2 separate regions of the Muntiacus reevesi genome follow, and region 1 is linked to region 2. A link is a contact called in public Hi-C data. All regions are on one chromosome and are shown on one strand. The core of a region is the stretch at or near the end of the contact, and the rest is flanking DNA. Distances in the headings are between cores, read along the strand shown. Region 1 holds the start of ALG14 (ALG14 UDP-N-acetylglucosaminyltransferase subunit). Region 2 holds the start of RWDD3 (RWD domain containing 3).

Region 1 (7,320 bases), core at 3,398-5,897, 150 kb after region 2:
GTGCGTGTGTGCTCAGGCAATTGTTTTGCTAAGAATGTGAATTCAAGTGCAGCTCAATATTAGCTTCAGTATAAAAACTGTACAGATTTTTGTATAGCTGATAAGATTCTTTGTAGAGAAAATACTTTTTTAAAAATGCAAGTTGTGGCTTTTTGAGGGGCTACTACATACAGTTAGATTTTCAAGCTTCTGATGTTAAATGTTCCTAAATATTTAATGGTTTCTTTAATTTCTTGACTTGTGTATGGTAGCACAGCAAACTCATAGAAATTAGCATCAATAGCAGATTTTGGGTTTCCTAGAATGAGAATGTTGCATTTTCTTTTTTTAAAAAAATTTTGTAATAAAATTATATATATTTAAAAAAAAAAAGGAATTTAGAAAGATAGTAATGATGACTATACATGAGACAACAAAAGAGACACAGATATAAAGAACAAACTTTTGGACTCTGTGGGAGAAGGCGAGGGTGAAATGATCTGAGAGAATAGCATGGAAACATGTTTATTACCATATGTGAAACAGATGACCAGTCCAAGTTCAATGCATGAAACAGGGCACTCAAAGCCAGTGCACTGGGACAACCCAGAGGGATGGGATGGGGTGGGAGGTGGGAGGGGAGGTCAAGATAGGGGACACATGTACACCCATGGCTGATTCATGTCAATGTGTGGCAAAAACCACCATAATACTGTAAAGTAATTAGCCTCCAATTAATTAATTGATTAATTAATCAAATTAATTTTTTAAAGAAAAAAAATGTTTCCTTGACCACAAATTCTCCTCCTTTCCCATCCAATTCATCCATTCCCCTTCAAAGACAAACTTGAAACAACTATGTACAGATGTTGCTTCTCTGCACCTCCCAGTCTCTCCTCTGCCCATTTCTATCTGCCTTCCACTACCACCATTCCATGGAAATGCTGTTCCTGTTTAGACTGCCAGTGACTAATTTGTTCCCAAGTCACTCGATGTGATTTATCTGCAGCATGTGACACAGCTAACTGCACTCCTATTCTTGAATTGTTTCCTCCTGTGGTTTTTGTGGACACCATTTTTCCTGATTTTCCTCCCTGGCTCCCTGGCTTTTCCTTCTCCATCTTCTTTGCTGGCCCAATCTCCTTGACTGGATTTCTAAATATTAATGACCCCAGACTCTTCTCTACTCTGAGCTGTCTAATACACTAGCCATTGGCTAATGCCAATGTATCTATTTAAGTTTAAAATAACTGAAATGAAATAAAAGTTCAGTTCCTCCATCACACTAGCCACATCTCAAGGGCACAGTAGGTGAATGTGTCTAGTGGACAACATGGACACAAAACATTTCCGTCATTGCAGAAACTTCTGTTGGACCCGACTGACCCAAATTCCTTCCCTAGGTGATCTCACCCAGCTAGTCCCAAGGCTTTAAACACCATCTATATGTTGAATTCGAAATTTACACCTCTGGCTCTGACCCAGACTTCAGATTTATACATAAAGTGCCTGACACAACACTAGGATGTTTAACAGGCTATTCAAACTAACATCCAAGACAGAACACCATTTTTCATCCCCACCTCCCCTTTCTTTACCCACAAAAGCTTGTTTCTCTCCCTGTCTGTCTAGTCTTGGCATGACAGCACCCAATCAGTTTTCAAGTCAAACATCTAGGAGTCACCTTGATTCCCAATAGTTAATCCATCAATGAGTCTTACTGACTCTATCTATAAAATATATGCCAAATCTACCTTCTTCTGCCTCCCACTGTCATCTTCCTAGTCTAAGGTTTCTGTCTGGATTAGTGTCTTTTTCATATACAATCCCCTGCACCGAAACATAGCACACAGCATGTGTACATTAAATATGTTGAAAAAAATTAATAAGTATAATGCTATTCAATAGTGCAAAATAATCTTATTTTTAAAAATATTCATGAATAATACTTGTTAAAGAAATTTTAGAAAACAGATGTAAGAAGACAATAAAAATCACTTCCAGACTTTACTTGGGATTGATTACAGCTAAATATTACTATTCAGTTTATCAATTATTAAGAACTTTCACACTTTCATACACTTTACCTCTGTGCATTTATCTGCATCATCAGTGTAGCTTACCTCCCCAAAAGAAGTTTTCGTTGCTCCTTCCTGATCAGTCCAGCCTTTTCTGATTAATCCAGTATAGTTTCTTGACCTCTTAATTATATTCCATGCCTGTCAAGCCCACAGGACTCAGCTCACAGAGCAGACATTCAAGTGTTCAGGAGTTCCCAACTTGGTTTCTGTCCCTGCCAGCCACTCAGCTCCTCCCTGCGTCCTCAACTTCCTTGTCAGCCTTAATTCAAAATAACTCAACCAATAACTCCCAACAATGTCTGCTACTCCACCTTCTTTGATTCTCGGCATTTACTAGTAGTCACTAAAACGTTTGAGCACCCCCTATTCATTCCTTCTGCAACTAAGTGTGGGCAAGCTGATTTTTCATACAGGTACAGGTAATTCCAGTAGTGAGGGGATGGGTAGTAGGGAATGCAGGGGTATCTCTTGGGGCTTGGATTCTAGACATTATCAATATGTCCAACATCTGCATTGCCTGTGTCAGTTTACAACACCACCTCAGACATACTATCTCCGCAGCAAGCCAAACACTATTATTTGCCTACCCAACAATTCTCTCTCCTCCACCCTCCTCCAACTTCCTCCTCTCCAACAGGATGACCATTTTGTTCAGTACCCACCCAACATCAAACAGCCAGATACAACAGGTGAGTTGTATGGCATCCTCCATCCTACCCAGCCAGCTTTGTGGTCTCATTCCTTTGAATGGGTAGGTGATATAAACATGGCCAGAGAGTGAAAGTCTTCTGTGAGAGGTTCTGGAAAAGGTTTCCTCACTCTTAAAAAAAAAAGGAGGGGGGGGGCAATGACAAGATAACCTCTTGAAATCTGGAGACCACCCTATCTGGATGTAATTTCTGAGACCACTAATATCTGCTTTTAAGTAGGAAGGGAAACAGCCTTAAGTTGAAGCCATTGCTGGGAATGGCTGAGTGGGCAGATGAAAGAAAACTATATCCTTTGTAATGTTCTTAAGCTGTTGTTCATACTGAGCCAGAGGCTCTACCTCTGGACTTTCATCTATGTACTCCTAAGCCCAGGGGATTCTGATACTATCAAAATTTGAGAGGCCCTGAGTTCTAAATCCACAATTATAAAACTTCTCCACCACTACCAGTGAAGTAATCTTAAGCAATTTAATTTTTATAGAATCCTTTTCTTTATCTGTAAAGTGCAAAAATAATATTCACCTTATGACCTTATTATGAGGATACAGGGTTCAGAGGATTTGATAGAATACAGGACGTGCTGCAAGGTCCATTAGTCAGAAAATGATGCTACACAGTCCCTAAATATTTCCCAAACATGCCTGCTTATACAAATAGATGGATTGGTTAGATGAGTTGATCTCAGGTCTCTCCCCTGGAGATTCTGTCTCAGTAGCTCCCTACTGTACCCTAGAGGTCACATTTTAAAAAACACTGTTCTATGATCTAAGCAAATTTGAATTAAGCAAAGGAATGTGTGAAAGTGTTGCTCAGTCGTGTCCTACTCTTTGTGATCCCGTGGACTTTAGCCCACCAGGGGTCTCTGTCCATGGAGTTCTCCAGGCAAGAATACTGGAGTGGGTTGCCATTTCCTTCTCCAGAGGATCTTCCTGATCCAGGATCCAGGGATGGAACCCAGTTCTCCTGCATTGCAGGCAGATTCTTTACCATCTGATCCATCAGAGAAGACCTAGCAAAGGAATACACAATGTAAACAGGAGTTGGAGTTTCCACTGTCTAAATCTAGATCTGCCACTATCTCACTTGGGCAAGCTGTTTAGCCTTTCTGGACTTCTTTACTCCTCTGTACACTTGTCCTATCTAACCTACAAGTCCACGGGGGACTGAAGGCAAATCACACGTGAGGTGAAGGGGCTTCTCTAATCTCAGTATTTTTATATTGCTGTAATGTGAATTAAGTAAACACAAAAGTAAGCAAAATTGAGATAGGGGAGGTGTTGCCTTTATGGTAAAACTAACTGAATAGGATGATGCTATCTCTAGCCCGCCACCTTGAGCCCCTGGGCGTCCACTCCTCTCAGGATCACGACGTAACCTGAGGTGATCACCCTCAGCTACTCTGGTCACACTGAGATCTGTGAAAATGTCTAGAAAAGTGAAAAGCCTGAATGTTGGGAAAGAGGAGAAAAACGAAGACCCTATATTCAACTTTCTGTACAAAGGTACCTTTAACTGGCAAACACTTTCAGTAGCTGCGCATGTGCAACAGAAACATTTCTCTCGGCGTTTCATAAAGAAAAACGGCGATGTATGCCATTGGCCTCAGGTGGAAGTCACAAAGTTGGTAAAGCTGGAACACCTGCTAACTTGGGCACTCCGGGATTTTTAGGACGCACAGGTGGCCTGACATTCTCATGAGCTGCAACCAAACTTCTCCAGCGCGTTAATCCGTGAATTTCAGTTTTTGCACTGCCGCCCCCCACCCCCAGACGCCAGCAGAGCGGTCTGAGGCCGGGCTTCCGCCTCTGGCCTTGAACTCCTCCCACCTCAAGCAAGCCACGCCCTCCAAGACGCCCACTCTTCGAGTTTGAGTCTCGGGAGATCCCGTAGTTTTGAACTCTGACTGCTCCTGCGGCCGGCACCGGGATAGCACGCATGCGTATTTTCTTTGAATGGGTGGTGCGCTTATCCTCGCGGCGGCTGCAGGAGCCCTGGCCTTGCTGCTGCTGGCAGTGCGGCTGTGGGTAGTCCTGAGTCCTCGCGCTCCTGTGCCTCGGCGGTCTCTCAGCCTCTTGGTAGTGGCTGGATCTGGTGAGTATACGGGCCGTGGCTGGCGGGCTAGGGTCGGGAACTACAAAACCCAGCGTCCACCGCGGCGCTCTTCGCGGCGCCAATAGGCATTTTTGCAGCTTTGCATGCTGAGATTTGTAGTTTGTCTGCGTGATTGGCTCAAGTCAGCCCAGTCTGGGCAAAACGCTGGTTTGTTGTCAGTGTGCCGCAGGCCGCGCGTTTATTGACAAATGCGTAATTTACACTTGTCTGTAATAAGCTTTTCTGTAGCGTATATTTTTCTAACAAAGTAAGTATCAGTTACCAAAGATGACACAGAAGCCTGTTGATGCAACATGAAATTTCCCTGAATAAACATTGTTGTTTTGCATTATTAATCTAGACATTTGGGATTTAATTTAGGAATCACAGTTACTGCATGAAAAACGAGACAAACCGAATCGTCGCATTTATAAGTATACATATACAAAATCTGCGAGTGTAGAAGCTATTACCTACTAACAGGAGAACAGCACACACCTCAGGATGTTGTGTCAGGGAATGAACAACAATCTGTACAGTCAGGTAATGCAATCTAAACGGAATCGGCCAGCTCTGTAGGCGCTTACAAGTTTAAATGGACAGCTCTGGCAGCCATACATACCCACACTATGTACATACAGAAATGCCAGAAGATTGCATCCAGAAAGATTATTATTTATAGTATTAGCAAGTATTCTAAACCTATGTTCACGTGTAATTCATTACTTTATTCACTTAATGTGTTTTGAGCCATGGGAGAGAGGGCAGGCAGTAAACTAAGCCCTGAAAATACCAAAACTGATTAACGCTGCTTGCCCTGCAGTGCTGACTGTGTCCCAAGCGCTGAAAGGTGTGAGGGAACAGCTGTGAATGAAATGGAGAATAGAAAAACTAACAGAAAACAAAAAACCAGAATGCATCCTTGCCACAGTGAGAGAAGTGCTGTAACCTGGGAGTAGAAACTGCTTTGTGAGTTCACACTGGGCATCACTTTATCTGAACCTGAGGCAGGAGGCTTCCTGGAAGAAGTGATGTCTAAACGAATACTTGAAAGACTAAGAATTAGCCAGATAAGGGAGAGCTGGGTCTTTGAGGTCTGGAAAGGTGTGTAAAGAAAGCCATGGCACTTGGGATGGCCAGATGTGAGAGAGCACTCCTGCAGTGAGTTGGATGTGGGGAGGTAATGATCGGAGAGGGTATTTGAACACCCCCCAAACACAGACAAATAGAGCAAAGGACACTACTCCACTGCTTCCTACAATATAATCATTAGGATCACTTACCTCTAAATTAACTTAATACCAGAGTTAAATCATATCTCTGCCACTTACTAATTTGGTGATCTTGGGCAAATTAGTTAACCTCATTGAGCCTTCTATTTCCACTTTGAAAAATGTGAGTTAGGAAGAGGTGAGAGAGTAAATGTGGTGGTAAAGTGCTTAGCAAAGTGCTTGGCACATAGTAATACATTTAATAAGTGATGACTTTTGATAGTCCTAGTAGCAAAGGGATCTTTTAAAGGATTTTTAAATGGAGAGTGACCCAGTTGAAACTGAGCTTTCACAAAGATTATTCAGCCTGCATTGTCAAGAGAATGTCTTGACAAAGACTGAGGTAGGGAGACAAATAGGAGCCTTTTGAATGTTTCAGGTGACAGATGACAGCCTGACTAGGGTTGATGAGTGAGGGGATGGAGAAAAGTATATGCATTTAAGTGAGATTTAGGAGATAAAAATCACTGGACTTGTGGATTAGAAGTGGAGGGTGATGGGAAGGTAGGCTCAAGAGTGATGTCTGAGTTTCTGGCTTGAGCAGATGGATGGAAGAATGGATGTTCGAGCCGTTCACTTAACATCATTAGATTTGGCAGACTGGGAACCAGAACTAAAATTGAGAATTTGTCTGGCAGGTGGTGCCCTCTGTCATTCAAACCTTTGAGGGTGTGAAGAGTCAAGGACCTCCAAAAGTCATCCAAACCAAAGAAAGATTTGTAGTTAGATAAGTAATTTAATAGTTCATGTCCAAAATTTAGGGTGGGGAAGGCATTTTCCTTGTTTACCCTGAATACCAAAAAATGCTTAATCTTACCATAATGCATCACTTGTTTAAAGAATACAGATCAAAATTACTATTTGTGTTTGAAATACCATATGTTTCAAAGACATGTGACCTGCTTAGACAATTTTAGATGTAATATTAAATTGTCTGTCATTGAAAGTAGAGCAGTAACAAAACCCCTTGTTTACCTTCTTTTGGGGCAAGGGTGGGGGAGACCAAAACAGAAAAAAATGAATAAACTATATAGTTAGTTACAGGCAATAAATACTATGATGTAGAGAAAGGAATTTGCATTTTAGATAGAATTGTCAGGGAAAGCCTCCTTGGGGAGATGACAGATACCCAACAGCAAGGACACCAGAGTGACTGGGGTAGACTGCCTAAGGTGGGGAAGAAGCAGA
Region 2 (7,066 bases), core at 1,198-3,697:
CACAAATTAGTCCAGCCAAAAGAAGGCAATTATTCAGACCCTTCAATCTTATGGCCTTACAAGATGACCCCTGGGTTGGCAGCCTGAGCCTTCCTGGGCTACCTTCCACCGGAAGCGCAATCCTACCAATGTTAACCTGATTTCAGGGGCAACAAAGAAAAGTTTATTTGAGGGGAAGGCCAGGAAGGAATTGATGGTATTCAGAATGTTCTGGTGTTAAGCTTATATCCTCCAATCCAAGCTGACAGTGACCACAAGAGCGGTAGCCAGCAGCCCACTGGATGTTTACCGTGGTCTATTATAAAGAAGTTCTTACTTACCCTTAATTCCCCCTTGTGAACATCAAACATTCCTATTTCAACCACTGAATTGTTTTATTCTCCAATGAACCTTTCAGCAACAAAATGTCCTAAGTTGTTACACTGAATTCTTTTATAATTCAATTACTTACTGATGCCAGAACACTGAATTAAATTAATTAGGAGGCATGGCTTGAAGTCATGCTCAATTTAACAGCAGATAAAGGGTCCACAGTGTTCTTTGTATCAAAAAATTGCTCCCTTTCTTTCTCTGCTTACTTTTTTTGGTCTTCTCTGAACTGTCAGCAGTGTCATATGCTCAACCATGTACTGAGGACAGAGACCACCATCAATCCATCCTCTTTCAGGTGTAATGGTAAATCATAAGTTCATTTTCCCAGGATATTCCCAGTTGAGCCATAATAAAGGAATTAAAGAAAACTAATGATATCCTCAAATGGCCTGCCTCAAGTAGAAGTAATGAAGTAATTATCAATAAAGAGAGTAGTAAAGATAGCAAGTAAGATGATAAAGAATAACAAATGCTATCCAATCAGAAGATAGATGACCAAAAAAAAAAAAAAAACTAAAAGTGAGTAAATCTTCTCATAAGGATTTTAAACGTTGCTTCAGAAAGCTGCTAGACAGGCTAGGCATTGAAAAGCAAGCAGCTTCACCACATAAATTGGTTCACAGTGCCCAGAACACGTCAGTGCTAAATGAACGTGTACAGACTGGTGATCAAGAGAAAAAAAGGAAAAGGAGGCCATCCCTGCTCCGCAGGTGAATAACACATCACATGGACATGAGGAATAGACCCTAACCCTTGACAGCTTTCTCACAACACCCAGACATTTTAGACTACCTTCTTAAAGGTCAATCAATTTATGGTCAGAAAGACAATTTTAATAACAGCTGAAACATGACAGAAGTTTAAATCTCCTGCCAAAAAATTTACATAATGTATTTGAAAGCTAAGTGAAAATTGAAAATCATCTGCATCACTGCACTTTTTTCATAAACTGAAGTTTTGTTTTTTACTTAACAGAAGCTACAGACAGGTACAGAGAGTAAGTTTTCGCTATCATGAAAATAAAGCCAGAACAACCGTTCTAGACTGTAAGCTCCGGGGGACAGTGTCTGAAACCTTGCGTTTTCAGGGACTCAAATGTGAGCGGAACAATTAATGCGCCCCAAGAGCCTGTAATTGATAACCACCTTTAAGCGAACTAGAAAAAGCTGAAGAAAAACAATCCAGCTGAGAGAGTTCTGACTGAGCGCTGGTTGAATTCAAAAATTCATTCAACAATAATTTACTATGAATACCTACCATGTGCCTGGCACTGACCTAGGTGCCTGCAGTTTTGTGATTACAAACCAGATCCTGCCTTCTTGCAACTTGAGACAAATAAATACCCATTTAGTTTAACTTCAGCGGGTGCCCTGATGGGGAAGTTGGCTTTAAACTAGGGGTGTCGGGAGAGACCTCTTTTTAAGATGAGATCTGAAGAATAAGTTCAGGACACCCAGGGAAAGCCTGTCCAGGAGGGCGCAGCTGGTAGCCCTCAGCGAGTTGAGGAGTGATCAGGCCAGTTAGCGGGTGCAGCGGGGGGCGGGGGAAGTATGTTTGAGGGGGCGTAGAGGCGAGTGGGTGAGGAACGGGAGCATGGAGGGAAATCAAGGAATTGGGGGCGGGGGGGTGGCGAATGGAGGTGGGAACGGGCGAGTGGGGGTGAGACGCGAGAGTAGCGGGTGAGACGGACCAGTGGACGAAGGGGCGCGGGAAGCAGGGACCGGCCGACGGGCTGCACGAGCCTGCGCGTTATGTTCTCGGTTGACTGCAGAGCAGCGGGAAGGGGCGCTACGCTATTCACGTTTCAAGGGTCGCCGCACTCTCCCGCCTGCTCCCACACACGCCCAGTCCCGGCGCCTGTCATTCCATCCTTCAACTACGCCGGCCCCCAAGTGTGGGCTCGGGGAGATGAGCCCAGTCGGGGTGGGTGGGGAGCCCGGGTCCCTCTGGCGCGGAAGTAGTCACCTGAGAGACTCAGCACTTCCCACTCCTCTGGCCCGCAGAAAATCGCTGCCAGGGCCGAGAGCTCCTCCCGCACCGGCTCCGCCATGCCCGCGCCGCCCCGCACGCTCAGCACCGCCCCTTCCGCCGCCGCTGCCGCCCCGGCCGTCCCGGAACAGTGCGGCCGGGCGGCCACCAGGGGGCGCTCCGCGTCTCCGCTGCGCTCCGCAGGCTGGATGCCACGAGACGCCCCGCCCACAAGCTCCGGCTCTGTAGCTGCAGCGGGAAGGCTCACGCCCTTTGGGGGTCTTTTCTCCGAGGGTGAAGGCCCTGTGGTCCAGGGCAGGGTGTCTGCCAGAGGCCACCCTGCAGCTCACCCGCTGCTTTTCTAACAGAGGGAAGCCGCCTAGCAAAGCCGGAAACTCTCTAACTTTATCCCGGGCTTTGTACACTAGCCATTACCTCCCAGACTTGTCCTTGAAGGGAACTTGGAGGTTGGGGGTGGGGGGAAAGGCAGGGAAGTGACCAGAAGTTAGCCCCTGTCTGGCTCAGAATTGAACTAGGTGTTAGAAACACTGCAGTTAACAGATCAGAGGAGATTCTCCGCCCTCATGGAGGTACTAGAGACCCAGGCAATATGGGACACCCGGAAAACCTCCGGGGCAGTAACAACCTCCAGATGCTGAGAGGTAACTGGCGCTCAGACTCTAGACCAAGACCGGCTTCCTCTTTCTCTTTCTCTTAACGATGGTTCAGAAGGGGAGAGTTGGACCTGCCACCTCTGGCATTCTAAGGATGTTACTGGGGTGGCCTGGACCCTTGCTGGGGACCTGTGTGCCCAGGTGCTGGGAGCAGTGTCATAACGTTCCTATTTGTCTCTGCCTTCACACGGTTCCCTGGTGGCTCAGTGGTAAAGAACCCACCTGCCAACGCAGGAGACCCAGGTTCAATCCCTGGGTGGGGAAGATCCCCTGGAGAAGGAAAAGGCCACCCACCCCAGTGTTCTTGCCTGGGAAATCTCATGGACAAAGGATGCCTAGCCACTACAGTCCATGGGGTCTCAACTCTCACGACTTAGCATGTAAACAATAACAAACAAACAAATCACAGGTGAAATTGGCAAGTGGAACTCCTGGGCCTTTGAGGATACAGTCAGGTATGTAAATATGGCAAATGCTAGCTTTCCAACATTACTCATTTTGTGATCCTCAGTTGATACAAAGCAATGTGATTCTTGAAGCTTAATAATGAAATTATCATCCTTGAACTCCACTCAGTTCTAAGAATGTTCACGTACCAGTAGGGTAACAGAATTATCAATCCATTCTGTTCCAACGTTGGTTTTGTGAGCAAGATTACAATGATTCTGTGTGATAGTTTTTTCAGTATGTTTGACTTGTCCTTTTGTTTGTCAAGTAGCAGTTTAAAATTTTGCAGACCCAAAAAGTAGCTGGTCTAGTTAACAGAAGTCCCATGATTTTTGTTTGTATCAGAAATAACATTTTGTGAGATAAATTAGGGAATTTAGATGACTACACAGTGAGTCCTGTCATTGACCATGGATGTCAGGGAAACAGACTGAGTTCATATTACCATCATTAACATCCTTCCCACTCCAACTAAGAAGGGGTCTTAAAAAGGAAAAGATACTGACTTCTGAGAACAGAAAGGAAGTTTAACAAGATAAACTGCAGGGGAAATGCCTTTCAGAGGATGCAGTGGGGTTTTAGTGACCCCAAGTAATTAAGAGCACTGCTGTGTACATAACTGGAAAGACAAAGGTTTATTTAAATGCATAATTATCTCTGATGTGACCAATTTGTTTAATAATAACTCCTTTGAGTTATTTCCAAAGTAGCAGCAGGTCAGTAGGTTCAGTAGCTGCTAAAGAGTTTGGTGAGCAAAAGAATAAATTTTTAATTTAAAACATCATTAAATTATCTTTAATTTTAGCTTGAAATCCAATGTTAGTATTAAAAGTGGTAGGAAAATATTAATTTATTTAACTTACTTATTAAAGATAATCGACCAAAAATCAAGTAGTTCATATCTTATTTTTAATATGAGTCAAATAATATTAACAGCAAGACTACAGCTGTCAGAAATATTAGGAGGCATCCCTGAAGCCTGTTGTCACAAGGTGTCCATGAAGTTGATGTAAGAGTGCATCAATCTATGTAAAATTTTCTTGTCAATAGGTTTCTTCTTTGCTTTTCCTTTCTTCCTTGATTTCTTAACCTGCTTCTCATACTCCATTTAGCATGTTTAAATAAAACAGAAGTCGATGTGCATGTCTTTTAAATTGACGGTATCCTCAGGCCCTGAAGTCCTATGAATAAGTTTCTACTCTCTGACATTTGGAAGTAATCATCACAGAGAAAGCATAATGTCAGCTTGATATTTCTCACACTACGAAAATACCAGCTACATGTCAAATATCTGAAGCCTACCTTAATGCAGTAAATTTTCTTGGATTCATATGCTACTGAAAATTCTAAATATTTAAATGTGCAATGATATCTAGACATGTGGATAAATGTCTAGTTAGAGCATGATCTCTTTCTCTCCTTCTCTACTTCTCTGCCCCCAAGAATGTTTGTTTTCCTAGAACAATATTGTTTATATATGCGACTTTCCTAAATAGTTGCTTTCCCAAGACCAAAGGAGAAGCTGTAAATCTCTCACCTCCAGTTAAAACCACTAGCCCAAGGGAAAGAGTTCTTTAACTTTTCTGGGAAAACCTTTCTATTCACTTTATCATGTGTAGTATGTGGACTGGAATATTCAACTCTGTGTCTGTAATTTTAAGTCAAATTAAGGTAGGAGACAGATGGGCCCCTGGGCTGGACAGCTGGTGTTTGTCAACTGGAGTAAAATTGAAGGCTTTGTTCTCATCCAGATTCTCGGGGGACAACGCTAGTGGCAAAAGCTATGAAGTAAGAGATAAGGTACCTACCTACTCCTAAGGTCAAGGAAGACTTCCCTGTGTGCACATGTGCAGGAAGGCTTCTGGGGGGTCAAAAAGGGAGGGAGTCCAACCACATATTAAGTGTGAACATGCACCCACAGGCCTCTATGGTGGGGAATTCATCTTAACAAAAAGTTGCACATGCATACCGGGGAGGGTCCTAGGACCTCAGGTGTGAAGAAAGAAACAAGATAATTGGCCAAAGGTAAACAAAAACCTGGAAGGACTGTCCTACTTAAATGATTTAAGTCACTTCTTTACTGCTCTCCTCCTCATTCAGTACACCTGCCTGCATTCATCTCCAGGTGGGTATTTCTGTCTTGCTTCTAACTTACTGTGCTCCTCCTCATTAGGGAGGCCACCCATACCGTTTCTGTCTGTCTGTGTCTTTCTGCCCTGCTTCCATCTTAAACCTTTTCTCTGTGTGCTGTCCCATATGTTGTGCTGTGTCTCTGATAATAAAATTTATACCTGTTTTTACAGTTTTTGCCTCCTTGAAACATTCTTGCTTTCAAATGGGGGAAAGAGCCAGAACCACTGTGCTTCTAGCCTCTGGCCCATGGTGGTCTAGTAGCTAGGATTCCTGGTTTTCATCCAGGCTACCCAGGTTCAATCCCTGGACAGGGAGCTAAGATTTCTCTTCAGAACCACTGATTGCTCTCCCTCCAAGATCAAAATCTTATAGAAATGAGCATAGAAATGAGAATACATAACTTTAAGTATATTAAGAGAGGTTAAGTATTAGTATCATGTCAAAAAAGCTGAGACTCCTAAATCTGAAGTGAAGGGGAGTGTGATAAGGAAAATGATCATATTAAGACTATGAGGCAAGTAAAAATGCTTTCAAGAACCACTAAAAGTAAAGAACAAAAGAGGCATTAAATGCCAACTTGCTAAGTGAACCTCAACTCCAGCAAGTTGTGCTACTGGTTTTGCCTAAAGGCTTTCTGTGTTTACTTATTTCATAAGTACTCATAAGTTACTTCATGGTTCTTGGGCACCATTGGTCTGACTCGACAAGCTGAGTATTCAAACACAGAGATGAAAGCAGCAAGCCTTTGCTTTCTTCAGTTTTGAGTCTAGACAGGTAAACCCTGCGTACAACAATTACACGTTCTTTCATCATATCATGCTGAGGTAGCAAGAATTGCCACATTCCCTGCTTCATGAGAGGTTTGCTGTCATGGTTTGGTGACCGTGAAGGCCTGCTGTGGAGCACGTACCTCCAACAATTTCCCAGAGGACAGATATGTCTGTAATGCTCAGGAACATAGTAGGTTTCCAAAAGTACATCAAGTCAGTGGTGTTGATTGGCCATAGTTCTTTTTGTTCTGTTACCATGTATGAGTCACAAACTTATTTTTCACCCAGAAAACAAAAGCAAATAGAATGTATAAGAATTTGATATTGACACTGTAATCATACCCTTCTGTGAAAAGATCTGCCTCCACCTTGTCCAAATAATCTGTCCTGCCTCCAAAAAATTGGTTACATTCTGCCTGTGAGAAATTGCTTGATTCTCACACAGGAGCAATATCAAAAGTTTCAGCTTGCCTTGTAAGAAAACATCCCCATGACCCAGGTCCAGGTCCATTGACATAAAAGTTCAATGCCTTATCAATGTTTTAAAAAGAAGTCTTCAGTTTCATTAGTGTTTTAGACTTTATCTAACACCCAAGAGTTAATTTTGGTTACTACTGTAAGTGGATTTTTTTATTCATTATATATTTTGTCAGTGTGTGTTACTAGTCTAATCAGTTTTTATTATCTGGATTGGGGGGGGCG

What was found. A called contact is a pair of places that touch in the nucleus more often than the background predicts.
Region 1: a Hi-C map of muscle shows a contact between it and region 2, with 6 times the contacts expected there. The contact joins the promoter of ALG14 here to the promoter of RWDD3 in region 2. A contact is called at or near these places in 2 of 3 Hi-C or Micro-C datasets (blood and muscle).

What each region holds. Positions count from the first base shown.
Region 1 is chr1:109,408,692-109,416,011 of mMunRee1.1, forward strand. It overlaps ALG14 (ALG14 UDP-N-acetylglucosaminyltransferase subunit), which reads left to right and starts at 4,648. Exons shown (of 4, transcript XM_065927768.1): 1 at 4,648-4,861. The coding sequence starts at 4,723. TLCD4 (TLC domain containing 4) reads right to left here and starts at 2,437. Exons shown (of 7, transcript XM_065908299.1): 1 at 2,103-2,437.
Region 2 is chr1:109,263,505-109,270,570 of mMunRee1.1, forward strand. It overlaps RWDD3 (RWD domain containing 3), which reads right to left and starts at 2,448. Exons shown (of 4, transcript XM_065927759.1): 1 at 2,338-2,448. The coding sequence starts at 2,422.